2 separate regions of the Mus musculus genome follow, and region 1 is linked to region 2. A link is a contact called in public Hi-C data. All regions are on one chromosome and are shown on one strand. Each heading gives the region's core, a stretch centred on a gene start, on an enhancer-like site or on the middle of the called end of the contact. The rest is flanking DNA. Distances are from core to core; before and after follow the strand shown.

Region 1 (5,072 bases), core at 592-3,091, 3.6 Mb before region 2:
AGACCATGGAGACAATGACCATGTGTGCTTATAGAGTTTAAAATGCCAAAGAAATTACACTATGATTCTTCAGGTAAACTAGACACTCTGATACTGAAATGTAAAACCAGCCAGTAAGAGTGCAGTAACTTCGATCTTTGGGCCCCTTTCAATTAGAGGCTTCAATAGCATGCAGGTGTCAAGCTTCAGTATTCTGACAGAGACTGAATGAGCAAGAGGACTGCCTGACAATGAAACCCAGTGCAGAAGTGAAGGGGTTGGGACCTGCCATGGTAGGGTCACTGTGCTCTCAGAAGAGAGTCTATCAGCCTTGGGGCATGCCCATTCTGGCGTGGGGGAGGGGGCGGGGATCTATGTTTGCTTCTTTCTCAACTTCTGTCCTCCACATAAGAACTTGGATGGGCATACTTTGGCTACAAAATCAATGTCTTTCAAAGTCAATGGCATTTGCAGCCAAAGGAAGAGAGAAGAGAGTGGGGGTGGGGGTGAAAGGAGAGAAGAAAAGGGAGGGAGAGGGAGCGCTAGAGAGAGCAAAAGAGAGAGCTAGGGAGGTATAGACAGAACAAGCTAGAGGAGAAAAGAGAAAGAAAAGGGGGAGGAAGAGGAGAGGGGAGGAGAGGAGAGGAGAAGGGAGGGCAGGGGAGGGGAGGGGAGGGGAGGAGAGGAGAGGAGAGGAGGAAGAGAGAGAGAGAGAGAGAGAGAGAGAGAGAGAGAGAGAGAGAGAGAGAGAGAGAGAGAGAGAGACTCCGTTCCTGGAAACTTGCCTCCTTAGAATTATCTGTGGCCCAGTGCTGACTAGAAAACCCCTGCATTCAGAAGCATTTTCGGCAGCCTTAACAGTTTCCCTGCAGTCATCATTTGATTTATTGCTTTCTTGATTGTTCTTTCTCATAAAGTTATTTTTCGCACATCCAGGCTAGACTCTTTTATTTTTATTTTTATTTTTTTTAATGATGGGAAATGTTCTGCGTTAGTGTTTTCCCCCAGGATGGAGAACTACCTCTGTAGTATTTCTCTAAATCCTCCGATTTGAAAGGGGCAAACATCTATGGTTCCCCACACCTGTACTTTGTTCCTATCCCAGCACGCCCAGCCTTAGCTGAAGCAGTTCTCAATGTTTCTCAGGATTGAGGTGGGAAGTTCTGGGTTTCAGGCAGTGGCTGGGCAGACATATGAGAGTAGACAGGTCTGTGCGGGTTCCGCGCTTGGAGAAGTGAAGTAGAGGGCTGAGGGTCTGGACTTACCGGAGCAGTTCCAGCCGGTGGGCGTTTGGCAGTCACTTAAGGAGGTAGGGAAAGCAGCGAGTTTTACCGGGCGGGCTATGATAAGCAGCGTCACGGGCAGCAGCAGCAGCCAGCAGAAGCCCTCGCAAAGTGTCCAGCTGCTGCACTGCCGCGGGGACTCCCACAGCACCATGACTACTTCGCGCAACTCTGCAGCAACCAAAGGCTTCTGAAGAACACGGGATCGCAGGGGCCACGCAGCGGGCTACTGAGCATCCCGCGGACCGCGGCAGCAGAGGAGGGGGCGGCGGCAGGGACAGCCGGCGGTGATACTGCGACCAAAGGAGAGCATGATCTCCGGAGTTTCAGCAACATCCAGTGACCGGGCTCAGCCTGCGGAGTGAGAGGATAGTCCGCTGAGAAGCTGCGCCCCCGATGCAAGGAGCTGCTGCCATAAGGAACAGGGTCGGGGCAAAGGAGGAGCAGGAGACAGAAACCAGGGTGCGGAGAGGAGGCGGCCAATCGGCCGAAGAGAAGAGCGCGACCAGACTGGGTGGAGGGACAGTCACAGCGCCCCGCAGCCCAGCCGCCGCCTCTCGCGCTCTGCCGCCCGCATCCCTCTGGCGTTTGGGAAGCAGCAGGTCCTTAGCCCGCCCGGGGTCACGTGGGAAGCGGCAGTCGGACTCTGATTGGCGGAGCGCGATGCAGGTCCCGGGAGGGAGGGGTCGGTGAGGAGGTGCAAGGAGGAGGCGGCCACTGATGCCACAGATGGGCTAGTTCTCTAGGCTCTAACCCGAGTGGGTCTAGGCGGGATGGCTCCTGGGAGAAGCTCAGGCTTCAGGGCGGCTACTCCCACGTTCTTTCTCCCACTTGCCTGGCTTCTCTGCTCCATGACGCCCCCTACTGTGTGCGAGGTCCAGGCTCGCGCCTCTCTTCTGTGCGTGACCCCGGGCTGACAGCACCCGCTGCGGCTGGGTGGCCTTGTCTTCCAGCTGGATGTGGTGGGGGCGGAGTAGGTGGAGGACCCGCAGCCACAGGGCAATAGGGGAAGCGGGTAGGGAGCAGAGGGCGTCCCGTTGGCGCCGCCGGTCCGGGAAAGAGATCCAGGCTGGGCATGTCCTGGTAGCTTAAGAAGCATTAGGATGCTTCTCTAGGCGGTGGCAGAGAAAAGAGGGCAAGAGGCGGCAGTGCGAGAGCCAAAAGACTCTGGTGGCTTAAAGCAGCAGCAGCAGCTAGCTCCCCGAGCAAGCCCGACAGTGCTCGCCAGGCTGGAGCAGCCAGTTTCGCTGGCTCTCCCCATTCTCCCTGTGCCTCCTATCCCTTCCAGGCTCTCCGCAGCTCAGCCTGCTAGATTTGATTCTCTTTCCCTGGAGCTCTTTGGTAAGGTACAGACCGGAACCTATTTGTGGGGCTGTCTAAAAGGTTCAACAAAATGTTGTTGGAAGGTCAATTTTGGTCTGGACAGGAGGCCGGAGGAGCAGCGAGAGACTTCTCTGAATCCAAGCTGAGAATGGGTTACAGGGCGAATCCACAGAGAAGCGGCATCCCGGAGGAGAGCTTGGAGTGATTGGGCGTTAGACTTGGGCGTTTTACACCTTGTCTGTGGATCCCCAGCTACCTGGGAGAGGCAAGGGAGCCTAGCCCGGCAGGAGTCACTACCTCCGCTTGGTTCTCCTTAGCCCCAGCAGAAACAGCAGAGAGATATCAGCCTTCCTTCTGCTGCACTCCACGCAGTTAGACACACTCTTTAGCTTAATGGCATGTTAGTTCTCAGGGCCCAGAGCTTTTTGGGACATAGATGGAGAGAAGAGTCTGTCTCCTACGACTCAGGTCACTACTGCAGTCACAGGGTTCTTGGTGCCTTGCACCAAAGAGGTTTCCTTTTGCGTTTGTATCATTCAGTTATTTATGGTATTTTTTCATTCACATTATACATATATACTCCTGCTCTATTTCTCTTTCCTTTCTCCTTCTCTCCTTCTTCCTTTCTTTCAAAAGCTTTCCCCTTTCTCTTTCTTTAAATTTCCTTGTATCGCCCTCCCATAACCTCCTGAATCTTGACTAAGAGCATTGTTTGATAGCATCTAACAAGCAATTAACGAGCTTAACCAACCACTTAAAAGCGGCACCAATAGACTTTGAAAGGCGGACTATCTATCTATCCTCCGCAGACACCACCAGAAAACAAACTGTGCCAAAGCAGTCCCTTTAAGTCCTGTACCCTCCAACCTCTCCCCACTCCCTTGCTTTTTAACTTCGCCTCTGTGAGACGTGATCCTGCAGCACCTCTGAGCCTCAAAGCCACCTCTCTCTTTCTTCCTCTATGTGAAACCCTTCCCTTTATCTTACATCCCGCCTCCCTCCCAAGACTACCTTTCCCCCTCCCCCGCCCACCTCTCAAGATTTCTGAATCTTGGTGTCTCTTGCCCCTGGCAAATAAGCAGCCGCAGATCTCAGCGTTCCAGTCAATGGCATCTCTCACCAGCGAAGACTCCATTAACACAGATCAATTTGACCAGACATTGGAGGCATCAGAAAAATCGGCTTTTAGATGGAGCAACTGAATTGTTGAAGGTAAAGGAATGCCCAGAAGATGGAGCTGCCAAAGATATCGCAAAAACAAAGAAACAGAGATGCCTTTCAGTGGAGTCTGCGACATACATTCAAGCTTAATGCAGATCTAGCTGCATCAGCCACACAGTACCGAATGAGGATTTGGAATTTTCCATACCAAAGCGTGGATCAGCGATCAGCAACTAATCAGGCTTTTGAATATGAGCCCCTCTGCAGTTATGGCAAAGTCCCTCAGACAATGTGTTTTTGCAGCGATTATGATCATAAACCAGCGCTAGGGTTGCAGGGTTTGACTGTAACCTAGAATTACAAGGAAAAATGTTACTGAATTCTCTGCTTAGTAAAATTTTGGTGTGCTTTGTAAGAATTTGTATTCTTCAGACACTTTGCCCACAGTAACTTAAACTGCCAAATGAGTTAATGACTGGCTGCGATGGGTAGCAAACACAGTTACCTGCACAGAGGTTCTTTAAATTATTGAGGAGTTGGAACCAAAGCCTTTCAGTTGGAGATGCTGTGATTCTGTCCCGCTCAGGATACATTTAGTGTTACAGTGCCACCAAGAAACGGAATTTTGCAACTGGCAGGCACCACCAAGTGGCAGAAGAACATCATTTACTGAAGGGAGCACTGCATTGTTCAATATGTAAATAAAAATATGCATATTATTTAGTTCTTCATTAGGTATTGAGGAAATAGACAGGCACTGACATTGCCTTATCATAAAATTGTACTAGCTCTTCGACTCTTTCCCAGCAAGCTCAAAGCAGTTTCTTTACTACACTTAACTTTCAAATATGCCTATGAATCGTGCCTCATATTATATATTATATGATAAGTAATAATTTGATTGAACCCATGCCATGGGTGTTCAAAGTTCCTATTTAAATTAGTGAATAATACTAGCTTTCAATGTTCCTGAGCTAGAATATTTTAGTTATGGAAAAAATAGTCTAGGACAGAGAGAGGTTGTCATGTCTTAAAGAAATTGCAGATTGTATTTTTTGTTTTTGCATAAAACTATGTTTAAAATGTAATAATGTTTTGTTGTCAGTTTCATGAATGTACATAGATTTGCATTTCATTTGAATGATTTTTATGATTTTGAAGTTATGAAGTCATTACTGCACTTCCCCTCTTTCCTCCCTCCAACTGTTCCCAGGCATTCCTGACAAATTCATTACCATGTGTCTTTAGTTATTGTTACACGTATGCATACATATAAAAGATAACTTTTAAAAAAATTGAGGCAAGACTGAGGGGTAGAGCTTGGTT
Region 2 (5,250 bases), core at 2,365-4,864:
TCTTTGGGGTTTTTTACATCAGAGTTTCTCTGTGTAGACCTGGCTGTCCTAGAACTTACTATGTAGACGAAGCTGGCCTCAAACTCAGAGAATTCTGCTTGCCTCTGACTTCAGAGTGCTGAAATTAGAAGGCTGTGCATCCCTGGTATGGTGGCACACACCTTTAATCCCAGAACTCAGGAGGCAGAGGGTAGAAGTGGATAGCATCCCTGTGAGTTTGAGATTAGCCTGGTCTACAAAGTGACCATTTTCTAGATAATCAGGGCAACATAATGAGACTCAGTCAAGAAAAAAAGAAAGGAAGGAAGGAAGAAAGGAAGGAAGGAAGGAAGGAAGGAAGGAAGGAAGAGAGAGAGAAAGAAAGAAAAAGAAAAAGAAAAAGAAAAAGAAAAAGAAAAAGAAAAAGAAAGAAAAAGAAAAAGAAAAAGAAAAAGAAAAAGAAAAAGAAAAAGAAAAAAAGAAGAAAAGAGGGCTGGAGAGATGACTCAGCCGTTAAAGGCTAGGCTCACAACCAAAAATACCAGGACCAAGAAGTGGGAGTGGGAGGGTAGGGGAGCAGGGCTGGACGGGGGCACTATCAGGGACTTTCAGGATAGCATTTGAAACGTAAATGAAGAAAATATCTAATAAAAATTGAAAAGAAGAAAAGAATAGAAGAGAAAAGAAGTAAACAAATATCAGTATCACAATGGACAATGTTTTCAAGTACTACAAGTGAAAGAGTTGCTACTAATTATTTTTCCAACAATAACTTTCTTTGAAAGCTAGTGAATAATTTATTCCTAGAAACTCACATGAAAACTGCAAATTTATCTATCAACAATGATACAAAAATGATACATCATACATGAGGACAAGATAATAAGGCATGAAAATCTCTAACATGCTTTGAGAATAAAATGTGCCAGCGAAGAAAGACAAATACAAGATCCAGTGAAGACTAAATTGATGTTGGTATGTAAGGGACCAGATGTAGCTGCAGAAGAGAGAAAGCGGATTGATTACATGGCACTGTGTGCCACACATCATAGCCCTATGAGAAGACCTCCAACTTGTGACTTCCCTGAACTCAGCACTTATCCTTGTTTACCCCCTACTCAGATATTGGGAGAGAACTACCTGAAGGAAGCTAACTTCCTTTCAGGTACTATTAGAATCACTAAGGGCAAAAGACTGTAAAGTCATGTGCAACCAGCTCTTCAAAGTCAGATTTTCTCAGTCTAAGACAAGGAAAAGCCCAATGAATCACAAGAAATCTGGGAGATTATTATTGAGAATTATGGTGGATATTATTAAGCAGTGCCCTTTATGACTGTCAGAATAAATGTATATTGTAAATTTATTCCCTAATATAAAAACAACTAGAGAGAACTAAAGCTTTTATTGATGTCTCACTTAGAGAGAGTTTAAGGATAAATAATGATAAGAGGAAGTCTAAAGACAATAAAACAAACTGAAAAGCAGTTTAAGACTTTCCAACCATGAACTGTAAGCCTGAATGTTCAACTTTTATTCACTCCTTTGCAGGTTATATGACTAACATTATATAGAGCTGTAAACTTGGTTCTATCATTAAAATAAAATAGGTTTCTTTACATTCATTTCCTGGCTTTAAAATACAGGATTTAAGCAGTATAGTTGTTGCATCTCACTTAAATTGCAAAACCCAACAATTAATAGTATATATTTTGTGCTAGCCACAGGAATGGACAATTTCAAGAAATCTTGCTCAAATAACTCTCAAGACACGTTTCCATCCTCACTAGCAAGCCAGCATTGATGTTGACGTAACAAAGAGTGTTATTTTCCACAAGAGCATGTTGATGAACCTAGGATTATTTGCAGCTCTCCTACTACACTGCAGAAGTCAGGTGACTGACGTCCTGTCAGAAAATAGAAACCAATTTGTGTAGTTTCCTGACTACTTTCTGAATAGCCCAAAGCGCTGCCAGCTTGCAGTGATCAAGGAGTGGAAGCCATGGCTAGGGAGTTAACCTATTGGTTCAGTGGTAGTCCGATATGGAAAGGCACCTCCCCCCTTCCCCAAACAGGATTATTATTACTGTTCATATTATAGCATTATCACCTTTATGGCCTATAATCAAGATCTGCTCCTTGCAACTGTGCTCCTTAGGACAACTAGAGCATGCTTAGGATACACAAGTGGGATGTATGTTTCTGTGGTAGCTGAAAAAATTTCACAGTGAGAACTCACAAAGAAGATTTTTGGCTCAAGGCCATATTTGATTGTGAATAGACAGAATGAAAGATATGAATGAGCAGCCAGTGTTCCCATGGTACATGGACCTCAAAATTAATCTTAAGATGCAGTTAAAATTGATAAAAAATATTCTCGATCCTCTTCAGAGTGTATCTGAACAATAGTACTTCCTATATCTCTGATAAATTCAATTAACAGGGGAAAAATATCCCTTTCTTTATAGAACCTGAGAATTTTAATTGGAGCCTTGCACACACTAGGAAAACATGTTACTGAGCTCTATTCCCAGCCCAGCAATATCTTTATCACCTTTACGTATCTCAAAGAATGATGTGTTTGCATTATTTTGTGTAATTTGAGCGTGGAAGGAAAAATGACAATTTTGATTAATTGACATGCTACAAATAATATGGGAAAAACACTGTAGATTCAATAGTCGCCAAACTCTGCTTCCCTGAGAAGCACCATCTCCACATGTAACCACGGATGTTTATTATATAAATGTCAGGTAGTACTTATGAACATAGTGCGTTCTTTATAAATGAACGCTTTCAGTAAGGGATCCCTCAATACCTTTAGTTTTTAGCCATTTTGAATCTATAGTGCTTGGCATCCGTATTCCTAAATCCTAGTTCCCTATAATAAAGACCTCTCTCTGACTGTGATTGAATCTGGGAACTGTACCTCTATTGGAGTAAACAAGCAAAGACAACAGGGACAGAAATCTGTATAATGTTTAAACAATCACAAGATTTGTTCCTCACAACAGTAGTTCTCAGGCTGTCATAAGAATTACTCAACTTCTTAAAAGAAAAATAGTGACCATTCTATGCAAACTGGGGAATCAGCATATTAGCCAAAATCAAACACACACTACACTTGGAAAAATAAGCTATCGCAAAACTGGCACCAAAAACTTCCTCCATCAAGATGGGAAGGATGGTATCTCAGTGCCAGCATAGTGCCACAAAAGTTCCACATTGCACAGATTTTCATAATTGAGTGGTCTGGGTGGAGACCTGATAGAACCACTCTAAATGTCATTGATGCCACCGCTGATAAAGCTGAACTGTACTCACTAATATGCTACGCTCTGGGAGGTTCTTTATGCTGGAGGCTGGGACTGCTGCCCAGACACTGTGATTGTAATGAAGATAGGCATGGGACTTTAATTCCACCCTTACCCCAAATGCTGAAAAGCAGTTAGGATTGAATCCTTCTGTAAGAAGTAAGAACATGATAGACTGAGTTGAAATTTTTATTCCCAAGCATCCCAATGACAATATGCAAATATAATTTCTTTCTTAATGTTCTATTAAAATGATTGATGTCAAATTAAACCTCTGAAATAGTGGCTGCTCATGTGAAAGAGTGACAGTTGGCCAGCATGCCATTGTTATCGGTGTTAACAGTTTGCAATCTGACTGACTTAACCACCCATTGTATTTAGCATGTGTGCATCTATACATCCTAATTTGCACTTCCTAAAAGAGTATTCCTTAATGAACAATTGGACTTGTGGCAGCTGTTCCCTGATTACCTTTTCAAAATCTTATTTGCAAACAAGTTTCAGCTATCCAGTACCCAAAAGGTCGTCTAACACCATCTCATTGAATTTTTAAAGATCGAAGTAATAGCTAAAAGGTAAAATCTTCCTTTGGAAGATCTTTATGCATATGCTGTTTGCAGGACCTGCTTTCAAAGCCATATCCTCCAGAATGAAGACAAAAGGAAATAAAAGAGGTAAACCTCATGTGCCAAATGCTGTAGAGAGAAAATGCCATGCTATGCCAACCCAATACATTTCATAATCTGAGTGGCATTCTCAGACCCCCCAGCACCCTGGCAAGCTCCGGAAACCACCCCATCCAGGCGACCAGAATTCCAAAACACCTGCATACTATGTCTAAAATTAGACTATTGAAATTCTCCCTGGATTGTCACTTTCCTTTATTATGAACACATATTTTCTCCTGTCATCAAGGCTACCTTAAATGAGTAAAGAGTGCCCCCAAGTGGCTACATACAATATTCCTAAACCAAGTCCCCTAAATACATGTGTGTATGTATATGTGTATATGTACATATATGTACACATGTATGGATATGTATATATTGTTTTTAAATTGTGTTCAAACTTTTAAGAAAGACTAGGTTATTCACGTCTATTTAGAATGTATTTCAAAAAAACAAGTTATATCTCTGTAAGAACAGAATTTCCAGAAATTGTTGGCTACATGGTGATTTATTAGCATGTACATCTACAGCTTCTAGAACTCTTTCTCATTAAAAAGGTCATCATTTATGCCTAGGTATTTCAAACATACTGAATCAACGTAAGCACAGAAGATCACATAGATTTCACATAATATTCATGCCTACATATGCAGTATATTTATATCAAACTCACCCCTATCCCATCCTGCCCAGTTCTGACAACTGCCACTTTTTCTTACTAACCTCAAACACTCTCTTTTTAATTTTAAAATACACACTGAATACACTTAGAACTCTGTGTGTGTGTGTGTGTGTGTGTGTGTGTGTGTGTGTGTGTGTAGTGTGCAACCATTCTCTGAGTTCATGTAGCCCCTCATAGCCCACATTCTAAAGAGAATGTCTTTTCCTGCAAATGTCATCAACCTTCTTACCCAGCTGGAAACTCTATGAATTGTAATAAAGGAAGGAAGCAAGATTTTTAAAGTACTATGTAATGCCAGCATCATTGACCCACTTCTCCACCTTCCATTTTAAATGGTTATCCAATTTAACGGAAGGATAATTCATAGATATTACCGTAAGTCTATTTAATTATTAGCTTTGTCTTATAATCATTTATTCCCCCATTAAACAAACACATCCTGAGAATTAACATGCCAAGAACAGTATGCGGAAGACCCGAGGACAGTTCCCATCCTAAGGATGTTCAGGACAAGTAGTGCACTGGTCCTGATCATTTTTTCTGGAGACCTTGAGCACCAGCAACTGAGATCATTGTCCTTGCATATCTATAAGCAAGTACTAAAGCTTTT

Evidence for each region. Hi-C and Micro-C count contacts between places; a contact is called where the count stands out from the background.
Region 1: a contact with region 2 is called in a Hi-C map of cortical neurons, with 7 times the contacts expected there. The contact joins the promoter of Tmeff2 here to the enhancer-like site in region 2. A contact is called at or near these places in 12 of 484 Hi-C or Micro-C datasets (brain, cerebellar granule neurons, cerebellum and 5 more) and 4 of 115 datasets of contacts at active chromatin or transcription factors (astrocytes, embryonic forebrain, forebrain and 1 more).

The regions. Positions count from the first base shown.
Region 1 is chr1:50,924,292-50,929,363 of GRCm38.p6, reverse strand. It overlaps Tmeff2 (transmembrane protein with EGF-like and two follistatin-like domains 2), which reads right to left and starts at 1,841. Exons shown (of 10, transcript NM_019790.4): 1 at 1,245-1,841. The coding sequence starts at 1,416.
Region 2 is chr1:47,276,920-47,282,169 of GRCm38.p6, reverse strand. All of the region lies in intron 1 of Gm39638 (a long non-coding RNA gene), which reads right to left. Among named protein-coding and RNA genes, the nearest start is that of Gm39638, 28 kb to the right of the region's middle. Within about 2 kb of position 3,614, at least 13 of the 459 cell types and tissues checked have an H3K27ac peak or open chromatin away from gene starts, as enhancers often do. A contact at or near this core is called in cerebellar granule neurons, cerebellum and cortical neurons, where this site is marked.